2 separate regions of the Mus musculus genome follow, and region 1 is linked to region 2. Evidence: chromatin contacts called from public promoter capture Hi-C data. All regions are on one chromosome and are shown on one strand. The core of a region is the stretch at or near the end of the contact, and the rest is flanking DNA. Distances in the headings are between cores, read along the strand shown. Region 1 holds the start of Trim30c (tripartite motif-containing 30C). Region 2 holds the start of Olfr64 (olfactory receptor 64).

What was found. Promoter capture Hi-C pulls out the DNA fragments that hold promoters and counts their contacts.
Region 1: a contact with region 2 is called in a promoter capture Hi-C map of hippocampal neurons, with 3 times the contacts expected there. The contact joins the promoter of Trim30c here to the promoter of Olfr64 in region 2. A contact is called at or near these places in 3 of 39 promoter capture datasets (hippocampal neurons, pre-B cells and stem cell-derived epiblast-like cells).

What each region holds. Positions count from the first base shown.
Region 1 is chr7:104,396,669-104,402,884 of GRCm38.p6, reverse strand. It overlaps Trim30c (tripartite motif-containing 30C), which reads left to right and starts at 2,107. Exons shown (of 8, transcript NM_001378693.1): 1 at 2,107-2,193.
Region 2 is chr7:103,890,429-103,896,877 of GRCm38.p6, reverse strand. Olfr64 (olfactory receptor 64) reads left to right here and starts at 2,407. Exons shown (of 1, transcript NM_013617.3): 1 at 2,407-4,068. The coding sequence starts at 3,145. The coding sequence ends at 4,068.

The DNA.
Region 1 (6,216 bases), core at 858-3,357, 510 kb before region 2:
CCAGGATTGAGTATAGAGTAAATCCCTGCCTCAAAAACAAATTGTTAGTGTTTGGCATAAATAGTTACACATCAGAAGGATGGGAACACCATAACATTTCTTGCCAGCAATTGTGTCACAGTAAGAACAACAGTAGAGTCTCATGTGTTCATGCAAATGTGTAGTTTAGACTAGGGGTATAGCTAGTGATGGAAGAGTAGCTCAGCATCCACAGTGCCTAGATTTCAATCCCTTAAAGTCAAAAACCAAATTAAAGAACAACAGCAAAAGCCCATGATCCCAGCACTGTGAGGCTGAGGGAGCTAGAGTTCAGTTAGAGTCTGGCTGGGGTACACTTTGAGAGCCTGTCTCAAAGGAAGAAGAGAAGGAAGAAGAAAGATCATCATATATGTGAAATGAATTCAAACTACAGGTTCATATCTGCTGTCACTCATTATCCCATATTTCAGTAGATCTGAGAATGTAGGGAAATAATGAGAGAGGGAAACAGGAGTGGGGTTGAGACAAGTGATGGTGACTGCACAGGTTTCTTCATTGTTCCCTCACACAACTGACTTTCTTTATTTAATTATTTCTTTTTTATTTTTCTTTTCATTCATTCTTTCTTTCATTGTTTACTCCTCCCTTTCTTTCTCCTTTCCTTTTCTCTTGGGAAAGTTTCATGTGTTTCCCACGCCGTCCTGACGTCACCATGGCTGAGGATGGCTTTGAGCTCCTGATCCTCATGCAGCCAGCTGCAAGGCAGGGGCATCCTGTGCTGGTTTGAATAACAATGGCCCCAGAGGCTAAGATTTTTGAATACTTGGTTCTCAGTTATCAGGACACTGTTCAGGAAAGATTAGGAGTGTGGCATTCTTGGAGAAGGTATGGCATGGGTGCAAGCTTTCAGGATTCAATAGATTCTGACCACCACCACCATTCTCTTTCTGCCTCAGGTTTGTGCCAAGATAGTGTCTCAAGTTGTGACTTCTCACTTCCTGCTCCAGCACTGTGTCTCCCTGCCTGTTATCAGGCTCTCCACTGTGGTGGTCATGAACTCTAATCCATTTAACTTGAGCCCCAAGTCAAACACTTTCTTTATAACTTGCCCTAGTCATGGTGTTTATCCCAATAGTAGAAGAGTAAGGACGACAGATGACACGTGTGTGTGTCTCCACACCTGATTTAGTACAGCGCTTAGGTTCCATCACTGGGCTCCATCACTTAGGTTCTAGGTGAACACTAGGCCCAGAGAAGCCCATTCACAACCCTACAGATTTCTACCTTCTAGTCAGGGAATGTTACATCAGTATTGTTGCTCTTTAATACAAATCCTAAATCAAATGGAAACAACTAAGACATTCTGGTGAGGGAGCCCTGGAAGGGGGAAATGAATGCATGGGTCAGATCAACACTGTGAAAGGACTAGGTCTTTTCAGCCACAGAATACATAATCTGGGGACATCATGGGGCAGCTGGAGAGCCCTCTGCAACTCACTACTCTCTCTGCTGTGAGGGTAGTGAGGTATTTCTGCCTGGCTCTGCACATGACTCCTCCCCATCCTGTCCCTGATGGATGAGGAATCTTGCTTGTGTGGCAGCTTCCCTGAACTGCAACTTCCTTCCTGTTCTCATCCTACAAGAGTCCAGCTCCAACCTCAGAGGAACACTGCAGCTTTCTGTCCCTAGTCTTGTTTTTTCCTTCCCTTTGGGCCACACTTGCCACCTAGGCAAAGCCAGCACAGGAGCTCAGGTGCAGGAGAAGCCCATGGGGAAAGCTTTCTTTCCATCACAGGCAGATTTCCAGAGGGTCAGGAACTTTTTGGATGATTGTATCATGAGTCTGAACAAGTGACATAACAAGTTCCTGTAGCTCTGAAAATGTCCCAAGTTACTGGAAGGCAGAGCTGACCTAAGGCAACTGACTCCCTCTGGTAGTAAAACCCCAGTTAATAATGGGGTACCACCCTGTTGGTTGATAGTTCTGTGGTTCCTTTTTCTCAGTTCCACCCCTCAAAGTCTTAACTTTCATTTCTCTTGTGGTTCACCAGAGCCCGTGACTAAATTCTTAGAAGCTTAGTGACTAAGTTCTCAGGGTATAGACTTTGCTCCTCTCCATGATTCTGGGTCATTTGGTTGGTGTTTGAAGGTGTGAGAACAATATTAGACTGCAGAGTTGGGAGGAATTTAGAAGAAAGCACTGTCTCTGCTTTGGTGAGTTTAATTTGAAACTAAGAAGGAAGGGGAGGTGGAGAACTGCTGGCTTTCTGCTGAGTGTTCTGGGCCTAGGAGTCAGAGGGAAGGGTGGCCTGGGGAAATAGCTCTCATGGGCTGAAGAGATCCGGTTATTTCTCCAAATTTACTCTCTTCTTTCCTAATCTTTAATTTTGAGTTGCACATGAATCTCCTGCTCCAAGAGAGAAACTGCTCTCCCTCAAAAGTAGAGCCAGGGCAGAGTTTGAAAACAAAAGTTTAAGATTTATCTGAGTAATAATGGATTTACCCATGATTCTATGGATTCATTCCCTATGTTTCTGTCCCTGTGATTAGAAGTCCTGACCTTCCTGCAGCTACCTATTCATGTATGCCACTCCAACCTCAGTAGAATCTGTGTGACAAGTTCCACAGACTGAGGTGAAAACTTCAAAAGAAGGAGGCCTCCTAGAACCAGTTGTGGAACTCTTGGCTGAAATAAAATATTGAGCCCTAGTTCTCATGGCAATTTATCTGTTTTATCTTTTTTATTCATTTTTTTATTTACAAGATGTTCCTGATAGCTTAGGCTAAGATCTTAAGTAAGAATAATGGGTAAGAAACCATCCCTTGAGATGGGGTCACTAACCATGGCCTTATCTCTGGAAAAACCAACATTTCACTTTATAAATCATGCATAAGATAGAATTGATAACTAAAAACTTTCCCAACAATAAAATTTTACATGGCTGCACATGTATCATTGGAAATAGGCTTTCGTATATTGTTTAAGAAAGCCTTAAATAAAAAGAATAAAAATACTTCAAATATATGCTTTGAAGATTTACAGAAAATCAGGTACTAGATGTTAAACAACAACTGATCATAAAAATGTATTAACTTGTTCTTGGAAATTTGCCACTAGCCTTAGATGATTTTTGTATTTTACTATGCCAAATGATTATAATAATATCTGTTCTACCTGACTGCTTCACTGAACACACTTTTCTTAGAAGTTGTAGTACTTGAATGAGAGAGAGAGGAAGAAAGGGAGAAAGGGAGAGAGGAAGAAAGGGAGACAGACAGAGGCAGGCAGACAGACACAGGGAGAGACAGAGGGAGTATGAGAGAGAAAAAACACTGGAGAAGCACACTTTCAGGAAGTGTCAGATTTCTATTCCTTTGGAACATGATGTCCCTATAGATCTCATCCTAAACTCATGGAATTGTCCAGTGTCAGCCTCCACAGCTGCAGAGATTACAGGTAAACATTACTGCCCCAGGACTTTTCTACTGTTCAAGAAATAAGCACCTGATTGAGTTTAATGATATAAAAGACTGAAAGATATCTGCTCATAGAAAGACCTAGAGAAATAAGAAAAAAAAAAGGGGACTTGGAGCAAAGAATCCAGGCATCACGCAAGCTAATGTAGACAACAGAAGACACAGGTCAGGCCTGCTGGTGTCCAGGTTGGCTTTGAAGGTTGTCACCAGCCCATCCTCTTCCCCTTTGCTCTCTCCAGCTCTTAGTTGTGGAAACCTGTGTTTTGAACTAGGGAAATACCTGTTTACCACTATATATAAGGAGATATTAAAATGCACATATTAGAGTTGTCAATTTTTAACTTTGAAAATGTCTAGGCAGTACACATTAAGCTGCTCCAGATAATACTACTCAGTATATAAAGCCTAGAACAATTTATTTGCCAGAAGTATTTGAAAAAGGACCATTTCTCATATGACATCAGCATCTTGAAATTTCATCATCAGGAAAGAAACATTTTTACGTTTTCCAGAGTTCCAATCAACCAGGAAATGGCGAAGACTCAACTCAAATTATAATGAAGTGAATTCATTAGTGCTAGTAGCTCAAAGTCTTGAAGCCAAATCAAAGGCTTGTCACCCAGAGGAGGCTGGGGGAGTGTATTTAAAAGTGGACTTCATAAATGTCTCATTTGTGTGGGATGTGTAGCTGACAAACTCCTTGTACTCCCCTCAGAAGAGAGGAGCTGTTTCACTTCCTGTTACACAGCAATACATGGGCTCAAATAAAAAAAAAAAAAAACAGAACAAGGAGTTAGTTATCTCATAGTAGTTTTATAATTCTGGGGAGGGGAACAAAGAGTTAAATTGGCCAGTAGCTTATAATTAGGAATTGAGAATAGTTGCCTAGCACAAAATGGAGTTTTCCTTAGCCATCACGACCCCAATAATTAAAAAACAATTTCTGTCTGTAGACTATTGTTTCAATTGAACAAAAGTACTTATTTTCCTTAATGTTGCTTGAAAAAAGATTTATTTTGTTGAGATTGAGGGACATTTGAGTACTTGTTTGGAAAACTAGTACAATGAAATATTCCTAAAATATATGGAGGTGAAGCTAATGAGGTCTACTAACGATGAGAGATATGGAAACTCGGCTGGCAATCTCTTGTCACCGAACAAGGTTCCAATAGTAGGACTGGGTTGCATCCAATTGAGTTGTTGGCCAAGAGGGGTGCACAGAATTCCTCCCAAACAAGCCAGACTGTTGCTAAGGCAAAAGATTCCTCTCTGCAAAGTGTTAGACTTCAGATACAGAATTTAGCATTAAAATGCATACCAACAGACCAAACCTCAAAAATTTCCCCTTTTTTGTTTAATTAAAAAGTTTTTTTTCTCTTATAACAATAAACAACTTGAGTTGAAACAATTATGAAAGTTCTTAGGTAAGATTTACATTCAAAAAGTCAATTCTTTTTTTATTTTTCAACTCAGGAGAAAGTTCAGAGTTCTGTGTCTAAATCAATTTCTTTCCTAACTTGCGTTATTAATCTAAAAACATCTTCTCAGACCTAGAATGTCTTCTTAAATCCAAAACAACTTAAGCTTATTATAAGACTATAACTATCAAGTCTTGATACATGGGAAGGAAAAAAAATATTACATGAATATGCAGAAAGTACAGACAAGAACTTCTAAAATTACAGAAATGACATACAATTTGATGTCTGCACAGCTATACAGTATTCTAAAACACTGGAATATCATCTTCAGCCCCCTGGCCTAGAATATCTGACAGATCTTTTGTGAAAAAAGAATAATAAAAGACTGTCTTACCCTGTCTTGGCAAAGCTTGGTAGTCAATGTCTCTGCACCCATTTGTCCTTTCTAGATAGCATTCTGTCTGAAAAAAAAAAAAAAATTAGGGCATTTTCTTTGCCTGGTGGCTGTCTTGACACAAATGAAACAATCTCTAATCCAAGTCGAATGGGGAGCTTCCAGGACCTGACATTTCTCAATGTCAAAAAAAAAAAAAAAAAAAAAAAACTTAAATTAATGGGGGAACAATGGAGGAGCTAGAGAAATTACCCAAGGAGCTAAAGGGAACTGCAACCCTATAGGTGGAACAACAATATGAACTAACCAGTACTCGGGAGCTCTTGTCTTTAGCTGCATATGTATCAAAAGATGGCCTAGTCGGCCATCACTGCAAAGAGAGGCCCATTGGACTTGCAAACTTTATATGCCCCAGAACAGGGGAACGCCAGGGCCAAAAAGGGGGAGTGGGTGGGTAGGGGATTGGGGGGGTGGGTATGGGGGACCTTTGGGATAGCATTGAAAATGTAAATGATGAAAATACCTAATAAAAAAATTCAAAAACATTCAATATCTGTTCCTCAAAAACTAATAAATAGTTCTAAAACAAAAATGAAAAAAAAATTAATGGGGGAAAAAATGTCCCAATGCTATATTCTAGAAGTCTCTGACATTTTTGAAGACCAACTATCTATTCATAGTAAATCTGCAAATATTGCCTTTTTCTAGTCATTTATTATCTGTTTATCCCTGTATGTATCTTTCTGTGATAATTCAGACTAGGATCTGGTCTTACTATGACATTGATTGTCAAACCATTAACTTGCATTTCTCAATCAGTCTTAACAGTTTGCAACAGCAGTACTTAAAAGGACTGGGACTAAATCTTGTATTTTTTTTAATGAGTTGCATAAGCACAATACCTATACAATAGTTTAAATATACAATCATTGTATTGTAATTTAA
Region 2 (6,449 bases), core at 1,158-3,657:
GTTGTATTCCAGCTTCTCTAATTAGAGTCTGGGTGTTTCATAGGATTGGGTAGAAATGCTATGTTTATATAATAAATATTTTTCAAAGTATTTTCTCTTGGCTCCTTTTATTTTCTTTTACCAGGTTGAGCAACTGACTTGATAATAGAGAAATAGAATAGCTGACCTATTCACATACGGAATGCAATGGCCAAGCAAAACAAGCACCTCTGGTCTTGTAACATGAATCTGAAGCATAAAGAAACATGTTTTAAAGTAAGAAAGAAATATGACACAAGCTAATTGAATAAATACCATACTATACAAACAGGCTTTTAATAGTGCTCTCTCTCTCTCTCAATTTGGTTTTAAATGCAATCAAAATTATATAACATGTAAAAACACAACACAACTGATGTAGGGTCTACATAAAGATAAGAATATTAAACTGATTGGGAAAAATATCACTAGATAGTGAAGAAGATTGTCTATATTGCGTATTATTATAATTAATTGAGTATTATACTCTCCCAATGGACTTATCTATAGAATATGTAAAGAACATCTTGAAATGCATTTAAGAAAGGCCAATGATCCTTTTATACAGCGATGCAAAGTACAGGAAAGACACCCTTTCACATAAAACATTTTCAAATGGTGAGTATATTTACGAAAAGCTACTCAGTTTTCACTTATCATCCAGAAAGTATAATTTGAAATTCACAATGCAGTGTGAGAATGCATCTATCAGTGATGGGTGAGGTGTGAACAGGGCGATGAGGTAAAGTGCTTGTAGGGATGGAAAACCTGCACTCCACTCACCACTGGAGGATTAAAGTAGCACCCAGTAGAAAACAGTTCAGCAGTATGTGTATCTTGTGCATACCCTGCAGCCCATTTTAGCAAAAAAGAATATCACTTTGTGTGTTCATCAAAGGCATACATCGAATGCTTACATCAGCATATCAGCAATGACTATAAATCATAATCTACTCAAATACCTACTAATAGAACAACAGATGATACTTTGAGGTATCTAGGACACTCTTCACTAGAAATGCCATATCTGTACTAAAACATCAGTGAACCTTAAAAACACCATCTTGAACAATGAGATGAAGACTAAAACTAACAAATGTGTTATTCCACTGATGTTCCTCAGAAAGACAGGAAAAATTCATTCAATTTTCTTCCCTGTGGATACTTGTTCTGGGTTTGGTACTGGTGAGCAGAGGCCCAGAAAGTGGCAGAGAGGTTTTGTCATGTTCCACTTCAGAATGAGAGTGCTAGTCACAGATGAGTTCAGCCCCCCAAAATTCATCAAAGTACACAATTACAGCATGTGTAGGTGTCCTATCCACTGTGGTTTTCTGTTACTCTACCATCTTCCATTATGTCATGGAATCCATGCTTAGCTACTCTTACCATACTTGCCTTCAATCCAGCTAACATTATTTATTACATGTTTTAATATATCTTGATATTCTTATCCACTCCCCCTTTACTACATTCAAAATGACTTTAAATAACTATTATCTGCATGTCCATGTCCATACTAACTCTTACTTCATTTTCACTGTAATATCAAAATTCCCTGCATGATTTGTAAGCTAATGCATGGTTAGATTGTGCTTTATATCTCATTTTTTTTCATTCAAGTAGCACAATTTCTTAGTGTAGTCAGTTTGGATTTATTTGTTTGAATTCATCAAATTTTACCTGGTCCCACATCAGTGTGAATTTTTCTGCATTGAGCTAGAATTTTCCATATTTCTTATTTTGTCTCATTCTGATTATTCTTTTTTCCTCCTTGATATGTTTCACAATTCCAGATTTGCATTCCATATGTTTCTTTTAACATACTACATATATGCAATAATGGCAGTTCCATGTAAAATTATGGTAAATGTTTTTTTTCTATAACATGCTGAAGGTATAAGTTCTGTTAATAAACTGAACCTGACACAAAATGGACAATTATGTGACTAAAAACATCAAACTGATCTTAAGAAAAAGATTAGACATCCAAGGTTTAAAGTTCATGTGGTAGTTGACCATCCAGTTCTTGTGGACCAGAACTGACTTTCCCAAAGGAAGACAAACTATAATGGGGACCATAAGCTCCAGCATCAACAGAGGGAAATGGGACCCTAAGAGCAACTAGTATCATTTTGGTCATTGAGAAAGGTGATAAGAAGGACAGGCTTGTATTTATGAGGCTCTTGGAGACCCCGTCTATGTTAGTAGGGTTCTGAGTCTTTGGTTTTCTTCATATACCCCAGTGGATATGTTTAAAATGCCTAAGGGCATTAACTAAGAGACCCAGAGAAGTGAGAGGGAGATCCTGAGGTCTCATGAGCATCTACAAAGGAGAGACTCTGGGGGAAAGATCTCATCATATGTATATTTCTAGCTTGATTCTACAACAGTCTCTTAGAAGAACCTATCTGGACTGGTGAAGGACAGGTAACTACTCAGCAACAAGACTATGGGGTTGGTGAAGTCCAGGGATAGAAATAAGGGAAGACTCCTCCTCCCTTACATCTGTGAGATGTGGTCAGGAGAATAAGGAGAAATTTCCCTTTAAAGAAACACACAGCACACTTAGGTGCCAGACTTTGTTTCTGCAAGCATTATCAAGGCAGATGTGGAATTTTGTGTGAGGGTTCCATGAGTGGAATATAGAAAAATGTTGAATGCCTTTAGAATACTTGTTGCATCATCTGGCCATATCCCTGTATTTGCATAAAGAGCTAATGGCTTTGGGGAGAATTCAATAAAGTATAATTTAATTGCAAAGCCAAAGTAAGAAAAGTTTTCTAACATAACTCTCTGTTATAATAGAAAAAAATATAAAACAAAATTCAAATTTAAATATAGCAAAAGTTTTACAAACAAAACAAACACTGATCTAGCTAAGAAATATTCTTATCCTTGGGGATATACTTATCATATTTGTTTTGTAACCATTGAAACATTTTGCATACATGTGACAGAGGTACATGATGCTGTAAAAATTATGTGTTTTTAATGCACATGGGAAATATTTATTGCTGAGCATGAATACTGTAATCAAGGCAGCCATGGAACATTTGCGTGCAGAGGGAAGGGGAGACAGTGACTACAGTAAAGAAACAGTGCTTTGAGTTTCACAGTGTGCACACTATGTGGTCCAATATCAGTGCTGCCCCCTTTCTGCTGACTGGCTTCCCAGGACTGGAAGCAGCTCATCACTGGATCTCTATCCCCTTCTTTGCCATCTATATCTCTGTGCTTCTGGGCAATGGTACACTTCTCTACCTCATCAAGGATGACCACAACCTCCATGAACCCATGTACTATTTCCTTGCCATGCTGGCGGGCACAGACCTCACAGTTACACTGACTACAATGCCCACTGTAATGGCTGTTTTATGGGTGAATCATAGAGAGATAAGACACGGAGCCTGCTTCTTACAGGCCTACATCATTCACTCCCTTTCCATTGTGGAGTCAGGTGTCTTGCTTGCCATGTCTTATGATCGATTTGTCGCCATCTGCACACCTCTGCATTACAACTCTATCCTTACCAATTCCAGGGTTATAGCTATAGGACTTGGGGTGTTACTGAGGGGCTTTTTGTCTCTTGTGCCCCCAATCCTGCCTCTCTTTTGGTTCTCATATTGCCGTTCCCATGTTCTTTCTCATGCCTTCTGCCTCCACCAAGATGTCATGAAACTGGCATGTGCTGACATTACCTTTAACCGCATATATCCAGTTGTTTTGGTTGCTCTGACTTTCTTCCTCGATGCGCTCATCATTGTCTTTTCCTATGTCCTCATTCTGAAGACAGTTATGGGCATTGCCTCTGGAGAGGAGAGAAAAAAGTCTCTCAACACCTGTGTTTCACACATTAGCTGTGTCCTGGTCTTTTACATCACTGTGATTGGCCTGACATTCATTCACAGGTTTGGAAAGCATGCACCCCATGTGGTGCACATTACCATGAGCTATGTCTACTTTCTCTTTCCTCCATTTATGAACCCCATCATTTACAGCATCAAGACCAAGCAAATTCAGAGGAGCGTTCTCCGTCTCCTATCTGTATAAGATGATGTGAATCATTACATCATAATTCAGGGAAGTTTGGGGATGTTCAGCCTCCTTGATTTTATATCTATTTACTTTTTCATAGCATTAGGATGTAAATTATTACATAAACTCTAAATTGTAAATTAATCTAAATAATGAATACATCCGGCTATCCAATTAGCATTTGCATATTATATAGATACTATCTATCTATCTATCTATCTATCTATCTATCTATCTATCTATCTAACTATCTATCTTCTATCTATCTGTCTATCTATCTATCTATCTATCTATCTATCTATCTATCTATTTTTCTATCAATCAATCATATATCTATCCCTCTATCATCTGTCCATCTGTTTATCTTGGGAGAAAGTTGGAAAAACAGTAATGAAGTAAAACATCATTATTTGGAGTTAAAGACCATTAAATTCTCTATGATCAGAAACTATGGGACCATTAAGACCATGCATCTATAAGAGAAGAAGAAGAGTTTCTGAAGAAGTTAAGTGTCTAGTCTGGGCTAGTGACAGAAAAAAAGGGGGCAATTTTTAATTCATTTGATGGTGATATAAATATCAGTTCAACTATGAGAATTGAAACCCAATGGACTATCTCCTGTCTCACACTGCTCTATCTCACCACATGGTTTTCTTTTGAAATGATTCAATAGCCATTTGTAAAGCTTAATCCTGTTTCCCCATGAAACTTGTTCATTGATATTTCATTTGCTTTGTTTTATACTATATCCCGTGACTATACCTTAATGAAATTATTGTTCTGTATATCAGTTTTAAGTACCAATAATGAATTAGAACCCAAATTCACTCGTATAGTCTATGACATTCTCCACAAGAAGCCCCTCTGAGGCACTCTTTTTTCTATGAACTCTGCACTCATCACATTGGCCTTAGAGACTCATCCTCTACTAGATGTCTTACAAAGTACCATGACTTCCATCTCCATGGTTTTTTAACTGTTTTCATTTTTTATTTTAATTCTTTTAGTGACTTCCAACTTGTACTTCTTTTTATAATATATTTTTATTTCTGCCCTAGAATTAGTCTGTATTACAAGTAATGCTATTTTATTCCATAAATGCAATCTTTACCAGGAAATATTTCTCACTCTTTCTTCCCACCTTTGAGATATTGCCAACATACTTAATCTTTATATAGGTTATACCCCCAAACCCATCTTACTACTTCTGCTTTACACAATTGTCTTTTAGAATATTAACAAAATTTATGCCAATTTATTTTTTCAAATTATTTTTCCTCCCCTTTATTATTTTACATTCAGTTTCTTTCTAAATGCTTAAACAAAAATATTTTGGTATATATATGAAAAATGAAATGTAACTGATATTGTAGTTTTGTGTAGTCAATTTGATTTTTATTCATTCATAACATGTATATGATAATTGTACAGATTCATGGAATACTGTGTGGTATTTAGATCTATGTGTGAAATGATTCAATTAAGTCAGAGTAATTATCATATTCATGTTGGTAATTGTCTTGTCTTGTGACCATTCAAAATATTTTTCCTATTTGATAACATATCATAACTGTTTATTATCATTGTATTATATGTGATATAGCACTTAAAATGTATTTCTCTTGTCATTTTGCCGTTTATCACATATTTCTCTCTTCTCTTCTTTATACTTCAAAATTGTTTCTTTTCACCATAAGTAAATCCTACTTTAAACATTTTGCTGATCACAATTCATATTATTTTTCCCCTTTTATACCTGATTTGCATGAGTTCATTATTTAGTGTCTCTCAAACTTTAGCTATATCATAAACACTTTATCAAATTTTGATTGCTGTTTATAAACGTATAACATAAAACCATATATACATGTGTGTATGTGTGTTAGTATTTACTTTATTGAGATAGATACTGGAGCCTTGCATTACCAGTCTTTACTGAGCCTAGGGTCATTTTAATCCTTTTTTATTCTTTTTCAAAGTTGTTTTACACATCTTATGTAAAACTAAGTTTGTACTTGGAGAAGTATAAATAATTTGAGTCAGCCTTCATAAGCTTATTTTCATGGAAATTTCACTGACATTCACTATAAAATACATAAAAAAGAAATTGTGAGTCTCAAAATTGGGTGCATGCTGGTTTGAAGAAAGAGTAAAATTTACTAAGGTTTTGTTTTTTCAGCAGAGATAAGAAATTGTATCAAGAGCCAACGTGTGTTAATGAGACCAAGAATGTTCTGAGAGCAAAGCATTACATGCAAAAGCTTCAGGTGGGCTGGGTTGTCATAGGCCATAGAAAGAAGGAACAGAGATTCACTTGTGTTTTTCAAATCATGGGTGCTGACAATAATGGATTTAAGGCAGGTGAGAGGAAAGCAGGCACAAGAGAGGTCAGAGAA